Linked DNA regions of Mus musculus: region 2 is linked to region 1. The links are chromatin contacts, called in public Hi-C maps. All regions are on one chromosome and are shown on one strand. The core of a region is the stretch at or near the end of the contact, and the rest is flanking DNA. Distances in the headings are between cores, read along the strand shown. Region 1 overlaps Atp8b4 (ATPase, class I, type 8B, member 4). Region 2 overlaps Gm26697 (a long non-coding RNA gene).

Region 1 (6,238 bases), core at 1,428-3,927:
TTAACTGAACAAATACTGCTCGTATGATTTCATCTTTGGAGGGGATACTTAATTTTAGTTACAAAGTCAAAGGTCCATGTTATCAGCCCTGGATATAGGAATAGAGTGGAAAAGCAGAGAGCCAAAGCAATTGCATGGTTGTCGGGTCCTTATAAACTGAGAAGTTGAGAGATAGTCTGCCGTGAAGAGACAAGGACATTTCATTACTTATTAGACTGTCATAAAGTTTCTAAACTTGAGGTTTAAATGTCTGAAAGATAGGGCATGACCACATGAAATCAACAAAAAGCCAAAAAGTGGAGATCAGGTTGGAGTTATTAAATGGAAAGAAGTACACAGCGAATGTGCTGTGTGGCACTATTCCTAAGGATATGAGAACAGAGGCCTCCTTAGGTCAGAATGGGGAACCAACGACAGACCAAATGATACCACCAAATTCTATCTTGGTTAGCCAATGAGTTTAATTGGGGTTCCTTAAAGCAAAATGGATGAGGGATTTACAAGGAGCAGAGTAGCTCAGAGAGCTGCAACACCAGAGTCCATCTTAATGTGGCAACCACCCACGATAGCTGGAAATGTGCACATCCTACACGAAGATCAGTAGGTTGGGGAGTGTCCTTTCTAGGTAGCTCTGTTGGTCTGAGCCTTCCCAGGGAGCTTGGTTGATCTCTACTTCTTCCAGGAGGTGTTTCTGGTCTGAGAGTCTCCTTTAGGGGTTACAAATGTCCTTACTGCTTGTATACCTGTGGAGGAAGGAGTCTGTTGAATCTGGTTGGCTTCAGGGACTTCCTGAAGCTATTCTAAGTTGTTTACTCACTGAATTTTAGGATCTTCCTTGCAGGATAAAATGTTTCACCCCACCTCCACCTTTAACATCTTTAATAAACTTCCCTTAAAGATGGAAGGCTGTACTCTGCTACTCAAGAGCATGTCAATGTCTACTAGAAAAATTTTTAGTTTTAAAACAATTCAGATGAATTACTGATTGCAGATTTTTTTTTAAAAAAATTAAGACAGATAATGGCAACCCATGAAACATGCAAAGGTTAAAAAAATGGAAAAGACAACTGATTATTTTTGGAAAAAGTTTGTTTTGGTGGTGTTGTTCTCTTGTAGGAAAAGGAGGCTACGGACTTCTCAAGCAAGTCGAAATCAGAAAAAACACTGCATTTCTTTGACCAGAGTCTAATGGAATCCATTGAGCTGGGGGACCCCAAAGTCCATGAATTCCTTCGCTTACTCGCACTCTGCCATACTGTAATGTCAGAAGAGAACAGTGCAGGTAGGTGCTTGAATAGTGAGCCTTTGAAAAAATGTAGCAAAGATAAGTATTAGTATGCAAATTGAGAGATTTCTGAATTAAAGGTAGATTAGACTATTCCAAGCAAGGTTTTATTTTCTCCAGATTTCTGTTTGTTTTTTATTCTGAATGCTTTTCAGAAACAAGAAAATTTATTTTTATTTGTTTTATTTATGTGTATGAGTATCTTAGCTGCATGTATGTCTGTATACCATTTGTAGTGCCCATGGGTGAGGGCCTCTGATCACCTGGAACTGGAGTCATAGACATTTGTGTGTTGCTCTGTGGATGCTGGGAATTGAACCTGGGTCCTCTGAAAGAACAACCAGCATTCTTAATTGCCAAGCCATCACTGGAGACCCCATAAAAATAGTAAAGAAAGAGAGACAGTACCAGTGGAAAGCTAAAGATCCAAATATGTCCTTCAGCTGGGATGAAATGCCTCTTAGGATTGAGCACCACACTTGACTGTGAAATTCTAGCATCCAGAACTCATAGGGAGGTGCAGTTCACATAGCACATGTCCATGGATGGAGCTGACCATACAGTGGGGATAAATCTACATAAAACACCGTAGTCATCATGCCGATCGGAGCCTTTTACATGCTACATGGTTATTTGGAGCTCAGGGTTTATAAAATACAGCAAACCCAGCTGGCTTACTTTACCTTTGATCCTGGGAGGCCACTGATGATACCAGAGAGTCAGCTTCTTCCTTCAAAGTCTAACGGTTTTACCTGTGTTGTTTCATTTTGCTACCAAATATTAAGTTAAAATTACTACCCAAGGAAGTAATGAGTGCTGAATTAACCCATTCTTTAGATTTTAATTGCTTTCAAGATTCACATAATTATATTTATGGCTTTAATTGATCTTTATAATATTAACACCACAAGGAATCCTTGTATTCCCTTCTGGGAATTGCCTTAAGGAAGTTTCTTTCATTTCTGCCTTTTGAGTTTATTTCATTTCCCAAACCCTATTTCATTTTAATAGCACTCCCTGTTTTCCATTAATGTTAGGATATTCTTTAGATCTCTTTGAGGATATTAATTATACTTAATTTGAAATTTGCTTTTGTTTCATCCAGTAAGCTGCATTTTATTGAGTGTTCTCTCTTTTTCGCTCTCCTCTGTGTCTCTGCCTCTGTGTATCTGTTGTCTCTGTCTGTCTGTCTTTCTCTCTCCCTCTCTGTCTGTAGGTCTTTCCCCTTCCAGCTTTCCCTCCCTCTCTCCCTTCCCCATTTCCCCTTCTCCTTTTGCATCTAACTTTCATGTTGTTCTTAAATGTTTGGTGATTTATGGTTGTCTGTTCCTCTTTGCGTGAGAGGCTTTCTGCTTGGTGAACGTCATTTATTACCATCGTCTGTTGCTCAAGTTCATCTGGATAAGGCCGATCATGTAACTGGTCTTCCGGTTGTGGGGTCCTCTGTTCTGGTCACCAAGGTTACCATCTGCCAGGGCTTTTCTGAGAGGCAGAATTGCATACAAATTCCTTGTCTTTTCCCCCCACACCCCTGACTCTGTGGAAGTCTGACACTACTGCACCCATTCACCTGTGGTCTCTGGTCCCTTTCCTGATGTGGCCTGAACACAGATAGTATTGCTTCCGCCTGTCATTCGGAGTAGGCTGGCTGGAGACGGAGCACAGTGGCACAGGAGTGCCAAGTGAAATTTTTCAGTGAGGTTACTAGTGAGGTCTCCCAAGATGCTGTTCTCATGAGTTCACTGAGTTTGGAGACTCTATGGTGCTTTGCCTTGCCTCTGCTTTCATGTTCTTCTGCAGATGTTTCTCTCTCTTTTTGTTTCTTTATTGATCAGACTCTCATTTTATCTTTCAGAGAGTTCTCAGATTTGTAGATTCATTTTTCAATTCTAACATGTTCAAAATTTACATTGTGCTGTGATTCAGTGCATCAAAGTATGTGCATGCACAACATATACACACTTATACACATGGTAGCTTGGTAAGATTCGACACTTACAAATATCCCTAGAGACACTGCTTGGATCAAGGCATAAAGCTCTTCCATCAGTGCAGAGGTTACTCCTGCCCTTTTTATTCAGTTCCTGTAAACTCTAGCCCACCCAACCACTGCTAAGGCTGCCATCACTAAAGATGAGTTTGTCTTCTTGTCCTCCGTTTAAGCAGAATTGTCCAGTATACACTCCGGGTTATGTTCTGGTATCATGCCAGTATCTCTGTTGTTAGTTTCTTTTTCTTTTTTTATTAAGCACCATTACCCTGTATGAACACACCACACCCATTTCCAGTTCTCTGTTAATGATATTAAATTGTTCTAGCTTTTGGTTGTCACAAGGACTTTTTATGTCTTTTCAAAATTCTTTGTTTAAAAACATTGGGAGCAGGATGACTAAACACTTAAGAGTGGAAATTGCCAGCTCATCATGGAAGGAAGGATATGTTTAAACTTCTAAGAAACTGTTCAACTGCTCTCAAAAACATTCAGGTATCATTTTATATCCCTGCTGTGTGTGCATGAGAGTTCAGTCACCTGCCTTCCCACCCAACATTGCCTGTGGCTGCTCTTACATTTTAGCCATTCTTAATGCTGGCTAATGCTTCTTGCCACCAAAAAGGATTTCTGGAGAGAAAGGAGTTAGATATTTGAATGATTTCAACCTTTTCTATCTCTGTCTCAAGACACTAAATTCCACTGTCAGGTTTCTTCTTAAGGAAGTGAGAGCTTGCTTTCCTTTCAAAGCTTTTGTTGTGGGATATTTTGCCCAAGCTCACGTGAATTTGTACATGCTAAAGAACACCAAATAAATAAATAAATAAATAAATAAATAAATAAATAAATAAATAAATAAACCCTTCTGTAGAAATGTCATGTATGGAGAAGATGAGAATACAAATCCAACACTAAAAGTTTAATAGTTAAAATTCAGCTTATGGTGGAGGATATTGCTGCAAGCTTGTGGCATTTGGCTCATGGGGAAGTGGCTTGGAGACACTGTGGTTTTCATCTGTGCCAGAGTAAAGTTTCAGAACAAGAGAGAGGGAAATCCAAGACTTTAGGAAGATTTTTTTTCTTTTCTTTACTTTCTTAGTAAATGACAATAAAATATGTTTTAAATTTTAAAACTCTTTTTTTTTGCCTTATTGTACCAATTTGGAAATTTGTTGAAGCTTGATAATAGCTTGGTATATGATTCATTTTAATAAACATTTAATAAATACTAGAAATGAGTGCATATTCTATAATTTGGGGATACTGTATTCTAACCATATACATTTAACAATTACATTCAACAATTTTTAAATTATATTACTCAAACTTCTATTCGTTTGTTTTTTTTGTTTGTTGTTTATTTAGTGAGAGACTGCTTTTCTATAGCCCAGGCAACCTTTGGGCTTCAGCCTTCTCAGTGTTTTCTTAAATGTATTATTTAGATAACTTGATTTCTCAGCTAATTAAAATATGGCAAGAGCCTCTAATAGAACAGCACACTTGTATGTTGATATTTGTAGTTCTACCAAAGCTTGCTTTATAAGGCTATATTTGATAATACTTCAGACTGTCTTCATTAGATCACAGCCTGTATCAGCATCCCTTGTCATTTTTGTTTTAGAATTCACTGTGATTGTTTGCTCTACTTCCTAGGTGTTTATACCTTAGCTTTTGTTAGTTTTCATTTATCTCTTCACTTACATTTGGACACATCTCTGGTAATCATATGCTTTAACATAAAAAACCAAAACCAAACCAAACAAACAAACAAAAAACCCCCAAAAAACAGCGTAGACAAAGCTAAGGCCAAAGAGAACAATCGATCTGTTCTCCTTTGTCATCACTACACTTAAATACTTAAAGCTCAGCTGTTAATAACATCTGGAGTCCTTTTCAACTATCTTATTTTGTCTTCTCTTTGTCCTACCTTTCCTTTCTTAGACTCTTCTTTCTTTTATTTGTCCTTTCATAGGTTGAGCCCCTTTGATTCCTGCTACTTTGAAAACAATGAACCTTTATTATTTTAGCAGTTAACGTTGGGACTTTAACCTAAACTCATGAAAGTCTAAGGCTTCTTTTGAGTAAAACAAAGATCCTTTAATAGCATCACTGCTGCCCTGGCACATGCACCATTTTCACCATGCTTTTCATTCTTTTAAAACCTCACAGGCGCTAGGTTTATAACTGTGTTTGATGTTTGTGTGATTCGCTCATTTGTATCTGCTTTATGTTCCTTAACATTTGTTTCTTCTTTTATCTGTAAATGATGTCTGTCTGTCTGTCTATCTATCTATCTATCTATCTATCTATCTATCTATCTATCTATCTATCTATCCATCCATCCAACCAACCATCTATTGATCTGTAAATGTCTATCTCCTAGTGGTAAATTCATAGCTTCCCCATTGCTGGTAGAACCATGAGAGACTCTGAAGTAACTATGTTATTACTGCTCCTTTTCTTTTTTTCATTTTTGAGACAGAGTCTTGCTATATTCCCCTGATTGCTGGTGTTCACTAAGTAACACAAGCTGACCTCAAATTCACAGAAATCTTCCTGCCTTTGCCTTTTACCTGATTCAGTCTTCCACTTATAAATGTATACTCAAGAATGTATGCAGGGAAGTAAGGTTTTCTTTTTCACAAGGAACCCATAGCACACCCACAGTTTACCCACTAATAGAAAAAACAATTATATAACAATTTATCTTTGAACACTATAAATGGAAAGTATTGATTGATCTATTAATGCCTACCTCTTCTGATTTATTTTTCAAACATTATATAATTTTATGTAAGTGTGGTTACATTTATTTTTAAGGCATTTTTAAGTCTTTCTTCATATTTCATTCTTTCCCTCTCCTCTTAGCTCCACTCCAGCACACACACTATTAAGCAACAAGTCTTTAACATCTTGTTTGATCCTTTACATTTTGGTAGAATTTTATATATTCAGTCTCATAA
Region 2 (6,949 bases), core at 2,407-4,906, 130 kb before region 1:
ATGCAAATCTACTGTATGACCAGTATATGCCCAAAGGATTCAGCATGCTAGTCCACAGACACTTGCTTAGCCATGTTCACTGCTGCTCTGTGCACACTAGCTGGAGGATGGGAACAATCTGCATGCCTGTCGTCATGGATGGGAGTGAAAATGTGGTAACATACACAATGGTATACTATTCCTTCTACAGAAAAAGGAAATCTTGAAACTTGCCGCAGACCCTCTGGGTCTCTTTGCCTGCGTGGATCCTCTGGGGCAGGTGGGCAAAGCATCAGAGAGTGACAGACAGACCAACACTTGAGATTGTGTAGAATCTGAATGTATTGTGTCAGGTCGAGCATTAAACTTTTTATACCAAAGAAATAACAAGAAACCAGGCAAAATACAATCCACCAACTTACAGTGACGCAATACTAAAGGAATGTATACATCAAAAGAAGGTGGGGACCAGGCTGCTGTCGCAAAAGAAGGAAGCCAGGTGTAAACTAGTCTATTGTTAATCCCACCACCAGGGGTTCTGCACTAACAGACCTTATCATGAATATTGCAATACCCCAACACCCTATTTCCTGGGTCTACAGAAGAATATGCCAACTTGCTTTTAATGTGAAACTCACTATACCTAGCTGTAGAGAAGATCTCTGTCTCAGTGGGATTCCCTAGCTCTATTATTCCCTTGTTTGGGTGACAATTGCTACTGTCCTTGGTAAATATTTTGCAGACCAGTTCTGAGCTACTGGCTCTGTCTTTTGTAATGCTTAATTAGTAACTGAATAGGTAACTTCCTTTCTGGACCTTGGAACAATGGGGAGACGTAACTATAACAGAATTTAATCTTAAAAGGCATTTATAATAAAATATTAAAAGAGAGCTCATAGATCCATACACCAGACAACGTGGGAATAGGGTATGAGTATGTGGGTAAATGATAATGCCAAAACTCCAGGAGGTGAGTTTCTGTGAAACTCTTTGCCTCTTGAGTGGCTTTTAGGCTTCTCAGCCTGTCAAGCGGACTTCACTGGAGTGTGTGTGTGGCAGAAACTTTCAGGTAAATGGACAGACCCAGAAAAGACTATATTGACCCAGAAAGTCACATGTTCCCACTCTCCCGTGCTCCCAGTCCTCAGACATGAATGCAACACAGAATAATCACAGAGACTGGGGAAGTATAAAGGGAGCGCGTGGGAGTATGAGGGACAACAGACTATAGGGGATATGAAGGGGATATGGAAAATCGGGACAGGGGTGCCAATGGGGGCCACTACAGAAGAAGGAGGAGGAAAAGGCGGCATGCTTTACGCTGTAGTTGTTTGATAACGCCCCAAGGACTCATATTTTTTTATGTGCACCTAAATCATAGATATTTAAATGAAGTTATGCTACTTGGGTTGACAGTGTTCATCACAAGAACCATAGAATAACAACCCCCTCCCCCGTACCCTCTTTTAAGATATGCACAGGACTCCCAAAACAATACAGATTATCAGTGATGCCTCCAGGGCCTGAGGGTAGGCCTTTACTGCTGAAGACGTTAGTTACATCCGTAGGACATAGGACAAGCATGCTTTGAGCTGGATCTAACTGAAAGCCTCCTTCCTGTAACCTGGCTTGCATAGCACCAGAAGTTCTTTTGTGAGCGGCCAAGGGAAGGAAACAATTAGTCCTACCACCCCGCCGTGATGATGCGGAAGGAGCCTGGAAAATAGCCAGCATGACAAGCTAGGTATAAGGGAGCAATAAGGGCACTCACACGTTGGTGGCAACCAACAGCTGCCTAATAGGACTTTATGCCGACTTGACAGGAAGGAAATCATGTCTGGTACTGGAACTAGGCCAGGTTCCTGGGGCTAGTGAGGTCACGGACTTTAGAAGAGAATCTAGTACCACCAGTTTACTAGACCAGCATAATTCCTAACTATGTTTTAAATGTTATCTTTGTGCCCACAGATAAGCGCCTTCCAATCCTATTCAAAGAAGCTTCTCTTTACACCAATGCGGACCGTTACAGAGCACCACAGCTGGACATAAGAGGGAGACAATGGTTCCCGGGAACCCGAGTGCCCGTGGGCAGAGCATCATCACAGCTCCTGCATCTCTGGCCCAGGAAACACAGAGGAAGAGGTGGTGGGAAGACTACCAGGAAGTCTGCCATGAGACTGTCTCTCATAGAAATGGCTGCACAAACAGGACCAGAACAACGGGCAGTATCAGGTGAAATGGTAACGTGGAAGCCGGTAATCTCATGCCGTTCATTTCCTAGGCAAAGACCCACAGACAATAATTGCTAAGAGAGTGAAAATTAGCTTCTCCCTGAGACGATCCCCCGGAGATAGCCACCCCGAAGTCACACCCTCACAATCAACACACACAGCCGCAGCAGACTGTACTTACATATCTGCATGTCTCAATAGTCATCAAAGAAAAAGAGGCTGTCCATTTGAGAGCAAGGGAGGGGACAGTGAAAGGGTTGGAGGCAGGGGACGCGGGAGGGGTTGGAGAGAGGTTAGGAAAAGCAGGGAGTGATGCAATTACCCTTTGATTAAAATGGATTAAACTTAATATAGTAAAGTAATTCTACCCTCTGCCTGTCAGGGCACACTGTGTACCTTTTCCTGAAACTCACCAAACCCATTCGTTTCTGCATAAACGTCTTATATTTCCTCTTTGCAAGAACAATCACTTAAGCACATTTTATTATTTTTTTCTCATTTTTATTTTGTTGTGCAAAAAAATATTTTCATTCTGAATTCCTTTTATTTGTGTTTCTAACAACCAGTTTTGGCTGGATAGGAATGTTTGTTGGTTTTTTGATGAGAGAATAAAGTTAAAAATTTCAAAGTAGCCTCCAATGACTGATAAAATTTTTTTCCATTTTTTTTGTTTTGCATATACTACATCAAAAAGGAGGGAAAATATATAAGAAAGAAAAAGAAGGAAAAAGTCTGAAGCACGTTAGCCTTAAGCTGCATTTATTCCTATAGTCCACTAGATGGCAGTAACACTCCGATAATAGCGTTCCTGTGGGTCTGAAAAAACCGTGTGCCCGATGATCTGCTTGGAAAGATACAGCATAATTGGGACAGTATTCCTCCAGGCAGAAATCTTCTAAAAACATGTACTCGTCAGTGGTAAAGATTTAACTGTAAATTATTTTCATTCCCCAGTAACCTATTATTATAGTTAAAAAAAAGATTGCCGATGAATAAATTTATTATTGATTTGTGATTGATAGACTTTTAAATCTGGTAAGATGCTACCAACAGCAGAAGTTACAGAATAAGATTCACCAAGACACCCTTTTATACTTAAGATCTCAGTTAAAATATCTTATCTTCTCATTTTTACTTCAACAATAATCCTGTTATTGAAAACTAGTGGAAGGGGGCTGGAGAGATGCTTTAGCGGTTAAGAGCACTGACTGTTCTTCCAGAAGTCCTGAGTTCAATTCCCAGCAACCACATGGTGGCTCACAACCATCTGTAATTGGATCTGATGCCCTCTTCTGGTGTTTCTGAAGACAGCAACAGTGTACCCACATATATAAAATAAATACATCTAAAAAAAATCATTCCAACTGAAACCACAGTTGCACAACCTCTTCGCTGCCTCTTGTGGCCCTGCTAGACACAGGTCCCAAGGCCTTCTGTCCGCAAGCTCACGTCAGCAACAAGCAGGACCCACAATTCATCTTGCCTCATAAATGGCTTTTCTGAGGTTCCAGGGAGCCACTTACTGCCTGCAAGTTTCATGACACCCTAGGTCCCCTGTTCTTCATCCTGAAATTTTGTGCAGTGCCTTGTGTCACCTGCTTGGGTTCCCTGGGATGAGATGGGATGGGACATTTAGAACCCCAACCGGAAGAAATGCCAACACGGTTCCAAGAGACGACTTAAGATACACCATTTATTAGCACACGTGATGTGTTCGGAACCTTGTTTCCTTGGGTGTGAGTGAGGGCAGTCCTGGAAGGCTGCCAGGAGTGAGTGAGGGCAGTCCTGGAAGGCTGCCAGGAGTGAGTGAGCTTTGGAGGTAGAGCAGAAGATGTGGTGGTTGGAAAGATTGAACACCACTGATAGGACGAGAGCCGAAACAGCTCGCAACATTTGGGTATTCTCTGGGGCAATATCACCCATCTGAGGGCAAGTACTAAAATTATAGTTAAATAGCAAAGATGGATGTGTGTATTATGTCTTAAAAATCAACCCAATTTTGCTGAATGTGAAAAACCCGATTTCAACCCCCAAATTAGAAAATGTTCAGCGAAAGAATGGTTGTCTCATTGAGATCTATAGAATGTGGAGTTAGGCAAGTGTTTGGTGTGAGTGACTACACTGATTTAGTTGTTTGGTGTCTCTATTTATGAGTTCACTATAATAGTTATTATTTTCCTTTTCTTGAAAATATATTTTTTCTGACATAATATATTGTGATTATGGTCTCCCCTCTGTTTATTCCTCCCGGTTCCTTCCCACCTCCTCTCCAATCCATATTCATAAATTTATTTTCTTTTGGCTTCCTTTGTATACTTAGGACTCAATTTAATCTGACTCTTGACTCTCTGGTTTTCATCCATTTGTACCAATGACAATGGTGATGGTAACGGGAAATTCAGGAAGACTCTGGTGTTTTCCATGCTCGGATGAATAGTAAATAGAATGCAAAAAAATGAAACCACAACACACATAAGACAACCCTCCTAAGAGATAACACTGTTAGACTAGACTCATTAAACTTTCCATGAAACAAAAAACCTTAGCGTAACTGAAAGCCGTGTGGAGAGGAATTATCATCTACTCAATGAGATTAAAATCACGACAGCACTCACATTCTTTTCTTGGTTTTCTTAGTCCACTCCTAGGAGTGAAGATACAGGAAGATAGCAGGACATAGAGATGTATGGGCCCATGCCAGTAATTCTCTTTCTCTTATGACCATTAAACATATGTATATATCACTAGCTCTGGAATGTATATTTTTGCTTCAGACATGAAGCTCAACGGTATGGATCCTGTTAACTATCTAATAAGTCTTAGATGCCTTATAGAAATGTCAAAAGTCGTAGCATAAAACCCATCATTCTTTCTATCCCATGGCCACCATTCTTTCAGTCTTCCTAGCAAATTAAATAACAGAACGCATGCTAGGCATGGTGGGGCACACTTAACCCCAGCACTCAGAAAGCAGAGGCAGGCAGATCTCAGGCCAGCCTTATCTGCAGAGTGAGTTTCATTCCAGCCAGAGTGAGTCTCTCTCTCTCTCTCTCTCTCATATGTATTGTATATATGATATATATGAAAAATGTATCTTTAGCACATATACAATTTATTCTATACATGGAAATGCAGACTCATATTAGGTCATATCTTTAGACCTTGTCCTTGCCTGAGCTCCCAGCTGTCTGATTCGGTATGAAATGCCCTTCCAAAGACTCATATAGTATCAATGCAACAGTGTTTAGAGATGCAGTATTGTTACGTGGTTAGAGCTTGAGGCTCCAACTTTATCAGTGAACTCCCCACTGTTGAATTCTTGGTAGGGCACGCTCTAGAAGGGTATAGTGTGTATCTGACTCATCCTCTTTAGCCTCCTTCTCCTCTCCATCCCCCTCCCTTCATCCGTCCCTTCCTTCCTTCCTTTCACAGTTAGATAGTATACAATTTATAAAATATAATATAAATTTATTGAAAGCAGATTCTTCTCTCATACAATATACCCCAACTCAGTTTTCCTTCTCTCCACTCCTCCACCTCACCACACCTACCCTCCTCCCCAGTCCACCCTCCCTCCATCTCCCATCAGAACCGAGCAGGCCTCTGATTACCATCTAGGACAAAACAAAGCACAATAAGGCAAGGCAAGAGGCCTCACACTGAAGCTGGACAAGGCAACTGAACAGGAGGAAGGTCTCAAGAGCAGGTAGAAGAGTTAGAGGCACACAGGAGTCCCACAAACACCAAGGTAATAGCTACAACATATGCACAGAAGACCTGGTACAGACCATTGTAGGCCTGTGTTTGCTGCTTCAGTCTCTGTGAGCATGTATGAACCCTGCTTAGTTGATTCAATGGGCCATCTTCTCCTGGTGTCCTCTGTGCCCTCTAACTCTTAGAACACTTCCTTTCCATCTTCCACTGGAGTCTCTGAACTCCTGGGGGAGCGAGACCTCCAATTTAGACTCTGACTGCATAATTCCTGGCTGTGCATCTCTGCATCTGCTCCCATCTGCTGCAGCCAGAGGGAGCCTCTCGGTGACAGCTGGACAGGCACTGATCCATGAGTATAACAGAATATCATTAGGAGTCATTTCATTGATTATTATTTTTTGGACCAGTCATGCTTGCTTCTACACTAGGTCTCCGGGCTATGCAGTCTCCAGTTTCTAGCTGTGCCAAGCAGTGGCTTGGCTTCTCTCTTGTGGAGTGGGCCTGAAGTTAAATCAGACATTAGATAGTCACTCCCACAAGCTCTGCACCACCATCACCACATCATGTCGTGCAGTCAGGACAGACTGTTGTTTAAAGGTTTTGTGGCTGCTGTCCACGTTTCTCTTTCAGTAGGCTGCATAGTACCCTTCTTCATCAAAGATAGAACGTAGGGGTGAAGGCTCGACGCAGGTTCTACCTCTCCATGTTTCCTGAGCTGTTTGGATGTTGCCCTCAGCAATGGTGTCTGATTGTCAGGTTTGGGAGAGCAACCTTCTGTCCTAGCATCAGCCAAGGTTGTTTGGAGATCACCACGGGACCCCCTTGGTCAACAACAACTCAACTGAATGGAACTCAGTTCTACCTTTGGAAGCCTTGTCTGGCTATAAGAAGTGGCCATTTGAACCTCTGTGTCCCACATTACTAGGAGACCTCACTAGGACCCCCACACTAGGACCCCCACACTAGGACCTCTACAGATTCTGCTGTTCTAGGTTTCCACCCTCCCAACCCCCCTCAATTCCAGC

The links. A called contact is a pair of places that touch in the nucleus more often than the background predicts.
Region 2: a contact with region 1 is called in a Hi-C map of bone marrow-derived macrophages, with 29 read pairs. The contact joins two enhancer-like sites. A contact is called at or near these places in 1 of 15 datasets of contacts at CTCF or cohesin (large pre-B cells), 10 of 484 Hi-C or Micro-C datasets (B cells, the G1E-ER4 cell line, adipose-derived mesenchymal stem cells and 7 more) and 1 of 115 datasets of contacts at active chromatin or transcription factors (CD8 T cells).

What each region holds. Positions count from the first base shown.
Region 1 is chr2:126,384,285-126,390,522 of GRCm38.p6, reverse strand. Atp8b4 (ATPase, class I, type 8B, member 4) reads left to right here. Exons shown (of 28, transcript NM_001080944.3): 15 at 1,117-1,282. Among named protein-coding and RNA genes, the nearest start is that of Atp8b4, 100 kb to the left of the region's middle. Within about 2 kb of position 2,677, at least 13 of the 459 cell types and tissues checked have an H3K27ac peak or open chromatin away from gene starts, as enhancers often do. A contact at or near this core is called in bone marrow-derived macrophages, where this site is marked.
Region 2 is chr2:126,517,093-126,524,041 of GRCm38.p6, reverse strand. Gm26697 (a long non-coding RNA gene) reads left to right here. Exons shown (of 4, transcript XR_866700.3): 4 at 1,948-2,841. Among named protein-coding and RNA genes, the nearest start is that of Gm26697, 25 kb to the left of the region's middle. Within about 2 kb of position 3,656, at least 14 of the 459 cell types and tissues checked have an H3K27ac peak or open chromatin away from gene starts, as enhancers often do. A contact at or near this core is called in bone marrow-derived macrophages, where this site is marked.